Regions from separate parts of the Drosophila melanogaster genome. Here region 2 is linked to region 1. Evidence: chromatin contacts called from public Hi-C data. All regions are on one chromosome and are shown on one strand. The core of a region is the stretch at or near the end of the contact, and the rest is flanking DNA. Distances in the headings are between cores, read along the strand shown.

Region 1 (7,513 bases), core at 3,284-5,783:
CCGGTTTTACTATTTTTTTTGTGATTCTGATCCGTTTTGTTTGACTTGGGGATTATTACTCGATCCTAAATCCTTTGGGCAAACAGGAAAAACTTTGCCGGGCGAACTTGAAATTTTCGTTTTCTATTTCTGTTTCTCGGTACTTTAAACCCGGCTAAAAACTTCTAACCGTCAAATCCTAGACACACTTTGTTTAAACAAAAACGAAATTCACTGCGGCGGTTTGTGCATGGCGTTTTGAATGGCATTAAATATTTATAAATTCAATACGAAATGCAATTCGGAATGCATGCCAAAAAGGAGCAGCCAGAGATTGAATTGTAAAGTTTTTAAAAGCAATTCGCTGCCAGACAATGCCTTCTCTTTCTGCATTTTGGCTGCTGCGTGCAGACATCGCATAAGTTGGCCAAAAGGGAAATGGCGAGACCAGCTGCACAGATACAGATATACAGATACATTCGCCAGATACAACAATTTTTGGCTACGCAAAACGTATTCAAAGCTCTCCCGGGTGGCAGAAAACCGAAAAAGACAGGTGAGGAGGTAGCTGTGTATTCCAGGATTTTCCCCCCAATTGTCCTGCTGCAAATTCGCCCTTGCTGCTTATGAAATATTCAAGGCGCACTCCAAGGACTTGTGCAGCCACGTACATACATACATATATGCTATGATTTCATGAGTTCTGACCAGGATGGAGATGGGTTCGCTTCGGTTTGACAACCGCAAATGGTGCAGCTCGCCTTGGAGGCTCGCTAATTGCCACTTCAAGCAATTCCCAGTCCAGAACTGCGGCTCCAAATCGGTTTTACTCGGTTCAATAGCCGTGTGCCCGCCTCAACCACAAGCCCAATCATATATATCAATCGGAGGGAGCAGCAGCAACCAACAATGGGATTCAACCGAGCATAATCCACAACAATGTGCAGTTCGTCGAAGGGTTTGGGTATCTCGAAATCCAATGACTGGCGGGGGCACCGAAAGAAATGTAATATATTTCATTACTTTATTTCGAACTAGATATTATTACATCTGTTTTTGTTTCTTTTTTTTTTTGTGTGTGGTAATTTTCTCAGTGCAGTGGCCAGTGGCGTACAATTGAAATCAACTTACACTTGAGCCAACCATCTCATCTCATCTCCCTTACTCCCACACGACCATCAAATTGTTTGGCTGGGCATTACACCGAGTGTAAACAGAAATCCGAAACAATTCCACAGGGGAATCGGGGTAATATAGGAGCCTATACAGAAGGGAATAATGCAGCAGAATGTGGGGGGGGGGGGGTTCGGATTGAAGGGGGTTTGGAAAAGCTGAATGAGAGGGGCGGCGCAGATTGAAATATAAGCAGCAGGCCCAAAGACTTTTCCCCTTGATTGACTTTCAATGCACTCATTGACAATCGAAGATGATGTGCACTGAGAAAATAGAATAGCGCTGTTTCGATTAATATATATAGTTTAAATAATACACAGTACTAGAGCCCATTCTGTCCACTGCTTCTGAGTTGTTTTTGTCGCACTAGCTACTCATGTGACTGCAAAAAAAAAAAAACAGCTTAGACAATGAATATTTCTATATTTCTACGCTGCATTTTCCGGGAATTCTAGCTCAGCTTGACAGCCTCTGCTGCTGACCAGCTGGAAATGATCTAATCCAATGAAAATATAAGCCGTCAAGTCGAGAACCATCTACTTGCACTTCTAAACCGAGGCATATCCAATTGCAAGTTTGTCAAGTCAGGCAGATACAAATTTGTTTGCCTGTCCTTCCAAGAAAGCGGGCGGATTCGATTCAAGTTGAGCCAACTTTGCGGTTTCTCAATATGAGTGTGTAAGCAACGTTGTCAATGAGTGTGCGAGTAAATACCCTAGGTATTCGACTGGTGCATTACATACAAACATATTTATTCATGGACATAACTCACCTTGACTTGATAAGAATTCAAACGAGTCTTTGGCAGCAAATTGAACGACGAAAAGTCCAGGCGACGCGAAAAGATCCCATTGCAGCCAGATGTGGAGCTGGAAAGAATCGTAGAGAAATATATGCATAAATCAGAAAAAAAATATAGATAAGCGCATATAAATGTGAATGCACAAATTCCTCTAAATAAAAATGTAAATTCACTGACAGCTGGAAAATTGCAAATATGACAGGCGAGCGGAAATTCCTCCAGTCTCCAATTCGAATGCGAATTCGAATTCGAACTCGAATTCAAGCCGGATGCGATGGCGATAAGGATTTCCCTCGCCAAACTATGCGCTTATGTAAATATTGCTGTATATATATATATTTATATTGGCCGCAAGCCACGTAACTTGGCATTATTCTGACTAATCGAATGCTACGTGACTCTCTAATAGTCTACATGTATAATGAAATTTCTTTTCATTTACTTTGCCCACTTTTACTGACGTCAGAAAAATAAAAACAAAAACAAAAACAAATGTTGCTCAAATGGCCTTAAAAGCTTAGGAATGACATTATAAAATTAAAACAAATAAAATTATTTTTAAATCCCTCTAGCTTTTTCGGGGGGGCGCGCTGGGAATTTTTGCCATATTTTTCTTTCAGCTTGTTTTATATGGCCTACGGCCAAAGCAAAAGCAAACGCAAATAAAGTTATCAACAATGGCCAATATAAGGCAAAAAAAAGAAAAAATCTACAGAAATATACAGAAATATACAATAAAATTAACAAGAAAAACAAAAACGAAAGCAAACAGAAAATGTGCAAAAGCAGTGAGAGAAGAAACGACATGGGACAAACATTCGAATTCATTTGTTGACCTTGACATTGAATAGATTTCGTTTAGCTTTGTCTCGTTTTTTTTCGTTTTTTGTTTTTTGTTTTTTGTTTTTTACCCCCTTCGGTTTATTTAAATTTTAATTTTATTTCTACAGCTCTTATCAGCTTGCGTGGGGGGGTGGGGGAGGTGGGCCCCCCCACTTAGCTCGTGTGGAATTTCAACTTATCTACAACAACAAAAACTACCTTATCTGCTTGTTGGAACAGGCGAAAGCTGAGCCATTAGAAATGCTATAATACGCTGTTTGTTTATTTACACCTTGACTTCGATTATATAACATAAACAAAGCAGACCGAATGTCGCGTCATTTTCGAGTTAGTCATCGACTTGTGCTAATCAACAGAGCGCTGCAAATTTGTAATTTATTTTTAAAACAATTACAAGCGGTGAGGAAATTCAATTTCGAAAGGTTAATTAAGCCAAGCGTTCCACTCCTCAGCCAACCAAGCCACCCACAACTTTCGCCCCTCGAGCGATTTCTGCTAATTTGGGCAATATGAATTTTAATTCGAATCGAAAAAAAAAAACACACACAGCTGCTGGTCAGTTCAGATCGTTCAGATCGCTATTCATATTGAATGAATGTGCTCGACCCGGTCTCTTTATTGTTTGCTTATTTTATTGATCGGATCTCGCACTCCAGATCGAGATGTGCACGGCTAATGAATTTTAATGGCCCAAATGCGTTGCTCTGGCCTTCTCACCGCCTATTATTGTACATTTTTGGCCCGAACACGTGCGCTCTTTCTGCTCTTTCTTTAGCAAGAGCTCCCAATCAGAGCGATCTTAATTTTTATGAGTGTACCCCTTTCTTTATTGGGGCGCACAACGTGCCAGAATAAAATCGAATATCGTATTTGGATGGCCCATGAATTTGGTCAGCGAATTATGGATTATAATCACACTGGCAAAGGCGAATTCAATGGTTTTTTAATAGGCAAGCAAGTAAGTAGAATAAATAATCATCTAGCTAGTGACAAGCACTTTGCAACACGACTGATTACAATGACTTCGACTGTTAACTTCATAGCCAGCCCCGGTTTTTCCAATCAAGCATCTCATTTAGCAGAGTGTAAGATTGTTTCATATTTCGATACTATATTATTTTACGAATTTTGCATTCATTTCGAGATCTACATGAGTCAGATCCGCCTCCTGTCAGCTCCAGCTATATAGCTTATAGCATATAGCTGTCATTGGAACAATCAATGGGCATTGGATTTTGGGGGCTGGCCGGTTCTTCCTGTCTGAAATTTTTGGACTTGAATTGAGCTGAAAGTGATGTGCAGACACAGCTGGGCGAAGTCCGAGTGGCGGAATCAGAAACCAGGTCCCAACCAACAAAATTCGAGAGCCATGAATACGCTGTAATTTATAGGCGGCGTCGCTTCCGTCGCCTGTCAAATTGAATGAGCCAAATGAGTTGAGCAGCCAAGACAAAGGCGTTTCAAATTAGAATACCAAACATTATCACATGTTGCGAGCAGCTGACTCTGACCTTGAATGGCCGACAAAAAAAAAATAAAACAAAAAATGATACACAAGCGAAACTGAAGTGCCATATAAGCTATTTTCTAGCCAAATGGAGTGGCTAAAATAGAGTGACCATGGCGCACTTTGAAGCAGTCTTTGCTGCAGTGTGACCTTCCGCTTTGCAACATGCACTTTTCTAGTATGGGATCTTTGATCTGACGAGGCCTTTGGCCTGCTGTCAAACAAGAGATGAAATGTCGGGGAACCTGGCTCAAATCCTGTTGCTGCTGTGTGAATCTGCGGGCGGGATGCTTTTTCATGGCGCTTTTCGAGATTTTCGCATCGATCCTGGGGTTCTTTGTTGGCGAAGGTAAGCAGAGGTAAGCTCTGCTTTTATTCTCTTCTAATTTAGAGAATATAAATTGGTTAATATATTGGTTATAATATTCCCACAAACAGATGGTCGTCTGTTAGTAATTAGCAGAGCTGCCTATATGGTGCACTTTTTTGGATCGATTTTTCTGATGATGAGCAGTATCTTGGTATGTGATCACTTCCGCAAGTCCACTCTCTGATCCCATATCATCTCTTACAGCAGATCGAATTTCTGGTGATCATCTATCTGGTAACAGATATAATCCACCTGATCTTTTGTAGCCCCTTTATAATCAATTATGCGTTAAGTTGTAGCTTCTGCACTCTAGAATCGATTCCTGTATTCTTCACCCTAGGTAAGTGATTGTTTTGTTTGACCAATTCAATTCAATTGACAAACCAATTATTTCCTTCAGCTTTTAGCCTTTATTTTTGGATAGTGGCATTTTTCTACTGGCGACGCCTTCTCTGGGAACACAATCCCGAAAACGACGACTGAGGCGAAGGGGTATCGTTAATTCTGGATCTTGAGTGTTTATTCTGCGCTCTTGTGTTGGTTTTTGCGCTATGTACGCTATTTTCTGTTTTGGCCCTAATTTCACACTAATTTGTAAATTTGCCTTTAATGCCAAAGACAAAGAGAAAAACGAAAAGAGCAAAGTTCCGCAAATTGTTTGTACAGAGAAATATATTTTGTATTCATCACTACGATGGAAGAGCAGTAAATGAATTGCAGGCAATCGGAATTGCAGAAGGGAATACTATTCCACTGTTTTCCTTCTCGGAGGAGTGGAAACCCAATCACTTCATTCCCGGGCAATTTTCAATCACGTGCTAAGTGCTGCCAGACAGAAAAAGAGTCGATTTGTCTGCCCAGCCACGTTAGCATGCAATGCAAGTCGAGAGGGGAAAACTCGAAAAATTGGAGGAAAAACTGGAGCTGATTTGTGTGCTGCATAATTTTCCGTGCCACAAAGTGAGAGGGGGGAGGGGGGGAGGGTGCCCATCAAGTGGCAAAACTATTTGCCCTATCACGTACAAATTAAAAATGTGAAATGTTTCAATTTCTGTCTCGGGTCTCGGGGATTGCCTCGCACACAAAACAAAAACAACGGCCAGCGAGCTCCACTTAAACTTCGATTGTGGATCCCCCGCTCCACTGTAAGCCCCCCCTCCCCCACCACTCCATACATTGGTTTATGTAAATTCATTTGCGGTGACTTTGCTTTGGCGCCCAATTAGTTTAATTTATGCAAATACAACGCGGGCCACTGACAGTGCGTGGCAAAAATATAAGTCAACGGATGTGGAGAGCCTGCGGTGGCCATAATCGATAATCGGGTGATTGGATAATTTAAAGGCCGAAAGTGTTTAATTTACCACTCGAAAATGCCCTTAATCGATTATGGAGAATCGTTTAATTTGGGTAAATCGAATTTGTGAGAGGGCGATAATTTTTTGTACGAAATTTAGTCATATTGAAAACGTACTGAATGGATTGATTTACAATTGTGTATACATCCTTCTGTTTATATCGTATTAAAAACGTTTTCCCATCAATTACATTCACTGATATGGTTTTAGCCTTATATTTGTGATACCAACTGTCCCTCTATGTGATACTCATATCTCGAGACCCGCGCTAAATTTAGACGTGTCTCCAAGCAGCTGCCCTCGTCGAATTTAATGGCTTTCATGTTTGTCCATGTTTCGCCGGTCCAAAATTTGCTCTGCTCTGCGATTGGAACTGATCTTATTTTCGCCGTTTTAACCATAGCAACACAATCTTCGAACTTCATTTGCATGGAGATGGGAGCTTCTTTGGGTCAGCTCTTTCTTCCGATGGGTTTTGTGGCCTCCAAGCAAATGTCACAGCTGCGACATGGCAATTGATCGATAAATTGCCAAATTCTGGGCGCCGCCAGAATTGCTAGTCTATCTTTAATGTTTTTATTTCCCCAGTACCTGTCCGTGCGATTCTTTCAAGCGCTTCAAATTGTCGTTGAGATTTGTACATTTGATAATTTGATTGCGATTGCTGTTATTTGTTGCCTTTTGGAGCGACCACACCTCTCGATAAATTAGACACTGCCCAAAATGCGCAACCAATGCAAAAAATGAAAACAAAAATAATAATAATAATGGCAAATGTAAATAGACGAGCGACGTACACAGTTTTCGTGCACTAGCCGCTTCTCACGTTTTTCCCATAAACAACTGGCTGTGGGCCACAGCCCAGCCCCTCTTCTCACCTGCATTTCGATTTTAAATATAAAAAGCAATAAATATGTATTTCTTTGTTTGGAGCTGCTGCTGCTGCTTCTGGTTATTGATTAAGTCTGGCCAACCCACCGCCCTCCTTCTTCTTGGGCCACGCCCCTTTATTTGATTGAACTTTTTCCTAAGCGAGGTAGATATTCGAAAACTGCAGTAGGCCAAACAAAGATAAATCAATGCAAAGCAGGAGATTGGAATTGCTAAAAAAAAAAAAAAATAGCACTTCAAATGGCAAAGTTGGCACCGCAAGAGTCGAATCAAAATCGAAATGAAAATCGCCGAAAAGGCAAATCAAATTAAATAAGAAAACGAATTTGACTTTCATTTCTCTGTTACCAAATTTTCCCCTTTTTTTATGATTTTTCATTTTACCTTGTTAGCTTGGGGGTGCGGTTTGACTTTTTTATATATTTTCCCAGGCTTTAAACACGCACCCCCAATAAATAAATAAAATAAAATAAATAAAATCACACAGCAATTTATTAACATTTAAATCGAATTTTTCAGAGAGAAGATATAGCGCATTTCCATGTAGTGAACATAAAAAAAAAACTACAAAACATATATGAAATGCAATG
Region 2 (7,513 bases), core at 3,374-5,873, 81 kb before region 1:
AAAGACACCTTTTTATAGCCGCCATTTAGAGCATGTGTGGAATGGCTTCGAAAAACCAGTTTAGGACCACATAATTTGTGCGATGGCTCATGACCAAACAATTACAAATGACGAAGTTAAGATCCTCGCCAAATGCACCACAAATGACCGCAATTAGCCACCCTACTCTCTACCGTACACTTAGAGAAATCTTATGGTCTATAAAAATGAGCGCCTTAATTTGATCATTCCTTCAATATAAAAATGTCAAAGTTACTAAGCTTGTATCCCTTCTTATATTCTTATATTTAATTGGTTCCAAGACTTGACTACCCTCTTTTTTTCCCTGTGCATCCAGCGGACATAACGAAAATCATTGAGGCAGCATCCATCCGCAAATCAGGGCAATTAATATTAAGTGGATTATTATTTAATGACCGCTGCACGCACTCGGAGACACTGAAGAACCCACTCGGAGCGATCCAAGCACTATTCCAACCCAAAACCACATCAACTTGAATCCCATTTGGTCCTAACTGTTATGATTCCGAATGGAGTTTTCTCTTATGGCTGTCATATTCTAATTACATAAGAGCACGCAGTTATTACACGGATTCGCCTAATGCCGCAGATACGGATGCTGTGATTTGATGACCCCTGACCCCTGGCATTAAAATGGCAAATTGACGTTCATTTCACGTGCTAGTGGACCGTATCCGTACTCCGGATGTGCGGCGATATGAGCAAAGTCCTCATTGAATGGGCGTCGCTAATTGATAAATTGCTTCGATGCGTGGCTGGGATCCATAGTCGCATAGTACAATAGCTACTCAAATGCCGCAGAAAATGCTTAGAGAAAACCACTTTCAAAAGTGATTAAAGATACATTTTTACCTATTTCACACGTTAATTGAGCAGCTGTTATAGGATCTTACGGAATTTCCTAGAATTAATAGAGCTTCCATGTGGATTATAAAAAAAAAACTCATATTCACAAATAGGGATTCACAACAATTATTGTAGGTCAGGAGAGTGAGGAGGGAGCAGAGGAAGATAGGGAAACTGCGATGCAAATTCAGGGGACAATTAAAATCCGAGATTGCATCGGCTTACGCAACAATGTGACATCCACGTCATCGTGGAGTCTCCGACTTAGTCAGCAGACGGCCAAGATGGCGCCCGGCGGATCTGCTCCGGTTCCGGAGCGGCAAAGCCGTGTGCACCAGGCAGTGATAAGGCGACAGAGAGAATCTCGCATGGAATGACAAACGTGGCCCCTTCGTATCAGCGGCGGAGGAGTGTATCACTGATTAGATAGTCGGGCTCCTTTAAGCCCCACAGATCACTGCGAGAGATAGGTTTCACTTTTCACCATCGATTTAGGTTGTCAATTGAAAGAAAGTAATAAATTGATATTGAGATAGATAGATCCCACTAGATCCTAAGTGATTCCAGTCTCTGAATGGTCAAAAAGATGATTTTAAAATGGTAACGTAGTTTGCATACAATACTACGATATTTACAACATGGGTTTACATTCTCATTTATTTATTTATTTTTAGACAAGCGTTGATGGCTTGTACATAAACATATGGTTTTTAGTTGAAGGCACATTCTAAGAATATCAGAAACCACAACATTATGGAACATTACACCCGTTGTGATCGCAGAACTGAGTAGTTTCCGATACCATTTCGACTTTGTATATTTCATTGTTCCATATGATATCCAAAGTACACTGCCAGCCAGCCCGCAATCAGCAGCACTCGGAGAAAAAACGCAAACAGACGCCCCTCATTGAGGACCAGATACATTTCGACCCAAACCCAAACCTTATCAGAGAGGCAAAAATGCTGCTGTTTTACTAGTTGATAATTAGGTTCTTTGATGTGTTTATTATTTGTTCAAGCGGTAACGTACATACTAAAGATACATTTGCTGGGGCGAACTTGCTAACTTATTTATGATAACATTATCACAATCTGGTGTGCTGGTAAATCAAGGTGAATTTCGCGGTGTAAATTATTCACTTGTGGCTGCTTTGATAATGCTGCTGCTGCACTGCGATTTATTGATGAACAATCCAAGGAAACAAATTTATAAGGGAATTATGAGAGCAATTTTGAGGAGACAGTGTAGGAGCGTGTTAGAAAAAGAAGGAGGAAAAGGAGGTGGTCTCCACTCCTTACTGCTTCTGCAGATACTCGTCGAACAGGTAGACGGACAGGGATGGGTCGGGGACCTTCATCAGCTTGGCGAGGTCGTTGGCATAGCCGGACAGCTTGCGCACGCTCTCGGCCTGCTTGCCCAGGAAGTTCTCCTCGAAGTAGTGGGCCAGCTCGGGATCCCTCTCGGCGTCGGTGGCGTGGGTGGCACGGGAGTGCACGTGAGTGGCTCCGGTGGCCAGCTGCTTCTCGGTGTCCAGAGCCAGAGCCAGGGAGTGCAGTTCGTCGACCTCAAGAGTGCCGCGCTTGGTGCTCACGGAGCCGGAAGACTCGTGGCGGGTGTTGAAGTCAACGATTCCTCCGCGACGGGTCACCTGCTTGATCAGGGCAATGCTGTCCTCGAAGGAGCGGTCCGAGAGTCCCTGGTACAGCTTCTGGAAGCCGGGGCGGTTCTTCTGGTAGGAGTTGAAGTGGGTGGCCAGCAGGAGGTAGTCGTACGACTTGGCCAAGTTGGCGTTGATGTAGGACTGGATCTCGGGCTCAATATGGTCAATGCCAGCAAAACGGGCATTACAAATGGAGTTGGCTACGGGGAAAAAGCAAATAATAAAGATCACACTCTTAGAATAGGAGAGCAGAAGCACATCCAATAGTAATGACATAGTCTTAATGGTTCCTAACTAGGTAGTGCCATACTAAACAAGGCAATAGAATTTTGAATTTGTATTTGTATCTTTAAAATAATAATGTAAGGGCCGTAATGCAGTAAGAATTGGAAAGTGTTCATTTTCACGAAATCTGAGATAGTGCAGAAATACATCCAATCTATATTTCACTTACTCTTGCCTGTGAAAAAGCCCGTGAGCGCTTGTTTTTATTATTATGTTTTACAAAGATACAAAAAGCAACAACACAGATTAGCCACTCTCTCTTAGAGGCGCTCTCTTTACTCACCCGAAAAGGCTGACGTAGAGCATGCGGTGATTACAGTGTTCTGGCAATATTCATCATCCTTGGCCAAGGCAAGAGAGCCGAGGCACGCAAAGAGAGCGAGTGCAACGAAAAATTTCATGTCGACGGTTTACTGTAAATTAAAATCAAATTCGAGAGGCGAAAACAAAGGAAATTAGTTTCACAACAATTGACAATTGGAAAACAGACACTTTTGTTTTCATTTTGGGCGAGTTTTTTCGTTTTGCGTCGTAGCGTTTTCTTGAATTTTCTGTGCTCTTTTTTAACAACAAAACCACCACCAATGGAATGTTTTGGTTTTTAAATTTATATGGTGGTCGGTTTAAAAACACAGTTTCCAGAATATTATTTTCTAGTTTTCGTAACTAAACACTCACAAAGTAGTTAGTTAGTAATATTAAAACTCACTTCCAGTGCCTGTGCTTTTATTAATAATTCAATCGCTTTATGTGCTTCTTGGTGAAACTCTGAAAATCAACTGCTGTTTATAGCGTCGCGTACGTCTCTTTCTATGCGATCGATATGGCTGTGTGTGTGTGGTTTTGGAGAGCGTGCATGGGCATGTGTTGTTTTGCGCTCAGTGCGGGATTTCGGTGTCATTCAAATATGGCCGCTGCCAGTGCTGTTGTTGCTGCGCCTGCTGGAAGGTGACTCACGACAGGGTTGTCAGCGTGTGCAAAATATGGACGCTGCACTTTGGATTTCAAGTGGTTTCCTGAGAGTTTTATCAGCTAACGATGAGAATTGAAAATAAACTGCAGATAAACCATCTACCTCCTAAGATAATGTTTTAAGTTTTGATATATTGGTAATTCACAGCAGCATCGAGCTTGAGACTGTTGCTATTTACAATACATATTATTGCTGGGTTCGGAGATAATGTAGGGTTTCCCCAATCAACAAACAAATTATGTAATTTGTAAGTTTTCCCACCATGTATCCTTCTTATCAAGTGTCATTCTTGGAGCTCTGCAAGCGACACGTAAAAAAGAGCCGTCGCCATATTAGCAGTTATCAAAGTGGGTGACTGATCCCCCCTTCGAACGTGCAAATCAACTTGACAAAATGTGAATTAAATTGTCAGCAATAATTAAACCGCCTGGCAACACATGACGTGGTGCTCTCCCACGGCCAAAACAAAAACAAAGAACAGCTGATGCGCATCTCAAAAGAGCGGCCATATTGCATTTGATAAATTTACTTCTTAGTAAGTGGGGATTATCTGACTAGGAAACCCGACTTTATACAAAGTATACCCATATTGAGGACGTGTGTATCACATTGAGTGCGGCAATTATCGGGAATATTCAATTATCAGCCATTTAAACGGTTAACAAAGAACGGGCGACATGTTGAAAAGATAACAGTGCACACTCTCCCATCACTCACACACACACGAAGAAAAACCGAGAGCGCGCGCGCTTAAAAGTGTTTTGTGCGCCGTTCGGAGCGACAGTTCGCTTTCGAGTTCGCTAAAACACAACGTAGAAAGGCCTTAGCTCCACTGAAAAATCAGATTAAAGCTGTCAGCAGAAGGTACTGGAAAGCATTCGAGAAGTCGAAAATAATCCCAATCAAGCCCATCAAATTGAAGCAGGCGACGCCTTCTGCGCCAGTGTGTGTAAAGGCAGCTAGATTTTCAATTTCAACGCCTATTTAACATTGTAGCTCAACTCGAGTCGCCTCATTCTCATTTGTGCATTTCAAGCAAATCAAACTAAAGTGAAAAACAAATTTTTGTTCTGTGATTTTGTGTAAAGACTACGTTCGACGATCAAAGATGGTGAAACTAATTGCTAGCCTGCTCCTGTTGGCCGTGGTGGCCCAGGCCTATGGAGATTTCAAGTGTAAGTACTAATGTTACGTTTTATTCATCAGAATTTCAAACAAAACAAAGGCAGGTCATCGGAAAAAAAACAATAAATTTCGACGCAATACGCAAAGAGAAGCAAAACATTTGTAATGCGTTGAAAAGAGCATGCGCCGTTTCTCTTTGACGCTCTTTCACTCTCTTTCGTCAATGAAGTGAAGTTACCAAACCAGTTGATTTAAAAGTTATTGATACTTCCGTTGCGCTTTGGGGAAATGATAACCAGTTTTTATACATAAATTTTCATAATTAAATAATGCGAATTTCGCTTTCATTTCCATGAATATTGCGGTATAAATAAGCTTGACTTTTTGTTGTTACATTTCAAGGCGCTCTTTGCACACGGCTTTTACGGGCCGAGTGAGCTAGCATGGTGAACCATGCTTTTTGCACACGGCACTACACGAAAACAAATGCCGTTACTATGGCGGCGAGAGCTGCGCACGTTACCAATGCAGTTACAAAAACAGAGAGAGAGAGTGGGAGAGTAGGCCATTACAGTTTTGCACACGGTTTTTGTGCCCTAGAATAGCGGCATTTCAAGCGCAATTTCAAAGGTTTATGCAATTACGCCCTCTTAAATGCAATAACCAACAACGCCCTACCCCTCAGCCAAGCAAGAAAGCAAGAGTTTCGTGAGAGAGCTTCAAAGGGAGCGAGAAGAGCATCAACTAAAAGAAAAACAAAACCTAAGCCATGAAGGTCAAGACCAAGAGTGCAAAGGTTTTTAAAATATTAAAATTTACCTAAGTTCTGATTACAAAAATAAATTTTTTAAAGCTGAATACTAGCCATATATTGTTATCGTGGTCCCCCGACTTAACCCAACCTTATCCCATTGCAGGCTCCCTGGCTGTTCCTGAGATTACCAAGGACTGGGTGGACATGAAGGATGCCTGCATAAAGGGCATGCGCAATCAGATCCAGGAGGAGATCAACGCCTCCTACCAGTACTTGGCCATGGGCGCCTACTTCTCCCGCGACACCGTCAACCGCCCTGGATTCGCCGAGCACTTCTTCAAGGCCGCCAAGGAGGAACGTGAGCACGGATCCAAGCTGGTGGAGTACCTGTCCATGCGCGGTCAACTGACCGAGGGAGTCAGCGATCTGATCAATGTGCCGGTAAGTCGACGACTCGCCTAGAAAACCCAAAAGCCCAGCTAATCCTGGCGAATCCCCCACAGACTGTGGCCAAGCAGGAGTGGACCGATGGTGCCGCCGCCCTGTCCGACGCCCTCGACCTGGAGATCAAGGTGACCAAGTCCATCCGCAAGCTGATCCAGACCTGCGAGAACAAGCCCTACAACCACTACCACCTGGTGGACTACCTGACCGGTGTCTATCTGGAGGAGCAGCTCCACGGACAGCGCGAGCTCGCCGGCAAGCTGACCACTCTCAAGAAGATGATGGACACCAACGGCGAACTGGGCGAGTTCCTGTTCGACAAGACCCTGTAAGGAGGTGGAGATAGAGAAGGCGCAGCGCCCAGTCACGCATCAAAATTATCAGCCAGTCGAGTTATCTGTTATCTGTCAGCCCAGAGAGCCTTCCCGAGGGTCCGCTATTAAATCATCACCAGCCAAGTCGGCGACTGGCCAATAAATTATCCGTTCGACTGCGATCCTCAAACCAGCACAGCAAAATTCCACGTCTGTTCTTTCTTATCAACCACTTGTGATTTCCGTACACCTCGGGAGGGGGCTCCACATTATGCAATCGCCGAGATTTCGCCTAGGCTTAAGTGGAATCGCTCATTCGCATAGTAAGACACTCAGCACAACCCATTCAATACATCCTATATCTTTATATTTTTCTGTCAATTAGACGAGCAAGTTCTTAAATAAATAACAATATATATGTAACGAAATAAACTGTATATGCGTTTGTTTTTGAGGGAGTTTTTTCAGATGGAAAACGAGGGTGATTTTATTCTTGTTGATAATTTTCGATGGGGATTTCACAGAAAAAGTGCTATATCTTGGGAAAGACACGTCCAATTGTGGAGTGGAATACCTCGTTGAACTTGTAAAAATATTCCTAAACGACGGGTAACTCATTTAGAGAAATTTTTGGTTTGAAAATTTTTTCGATTTTTTATGATGTTACCCCTTACAAAAAATGCGAAATTTGGCCGAAAAATTATTTTTCCAAATTAAAGCAAATATTGATATGGGTCTTTAGCTGAGGACCCCAGCTGACTAAAAAAGTGCGTTTTTCAGCCTTGTGACATATTTTGGCCAACTTACAACGAAAAAACTGTAAAAAAGGTGTTTAAAACTGGAATGTTTAAGGAAAAAGAAATTGTGTTTTTGGGAATGGTGAAGTTGTAGGTTATTTCGTAAAATCACAATAAAGCAAAACTTTGTTTCTACTCTCTGTTGGTTCAGTAAGCCTATCAGATTACAGAGGTCCTTGGAGAGTTGAGTAGAGTGCGGAATCAAGTGATACGCCTTACAATTGATACACTTAATATTTGGATCTACTTTCGCTAATTTTTGCTGTCTTCCCAACTCCAATTTGCTCAGAA

Evidence for each region. Hi-C and Micro-C count contacts between places; a contact is called where the count stands out from the background.
Region 2: a Hi-C map of the Kc167 cell line shows a contact between it and region 1, with 4 times the contacts expected there. A contact is called at or near these places in 4 of 107 Hi-C or Micro-C datasets (the Clone 8 cell line, the Kc167 cell line, the S2 cell line and 1 more) and 4 of 7 datasets of targeted methods (the Kc167 cell line and the S2 cell line).

Annotation. Positions count from the first base shown.
Region 1 is chr3R:30,303,660-30,311,172 of dm6, reverse strand. CG34300 reads left to right here and starts at 4,533. Exons shown (of 4, transcript NM_001104510.2): 1 at 4,533-4,653; 2 at 4,743-4,825; 3 at 4,879-5,014; 4 at 5,075-5,365. The coding sequence starts at 4,533. The coding sequence ends at 5,157. It overlaps heca (headcase), which reads right to left. Exons shown (of 6, transcript NM_001276174.1): 2 at 1,925-2,021.
Region 2 is chr3R:30,384,914-30,392,426 of dm6, reverse strand. Fer2LCH (Ferritin 2 light chain homologue) reads right to left here and starts at 4,623. Exons shown (of 4, transcript NM_080063.4): 1 at 4,506-4,623; 2 at 3,525-3,847; 3 at 3,099-3,228; 4 at 2,018-2,730. The coding sequence starts at 3,216. The coding sequence ends at 2,165. Fer1HCH (Ferritin 1 heavy chain homologue) reads left to right here and starts at 4,249. Exons shown (of 3, transcript NM_080134.4): 1 at 4,249-4,963; 2 at 5,831-6,108; 3 at 6,171-6,854. The coding sequence starts at 4,897. The coding sequence ends at 6,443.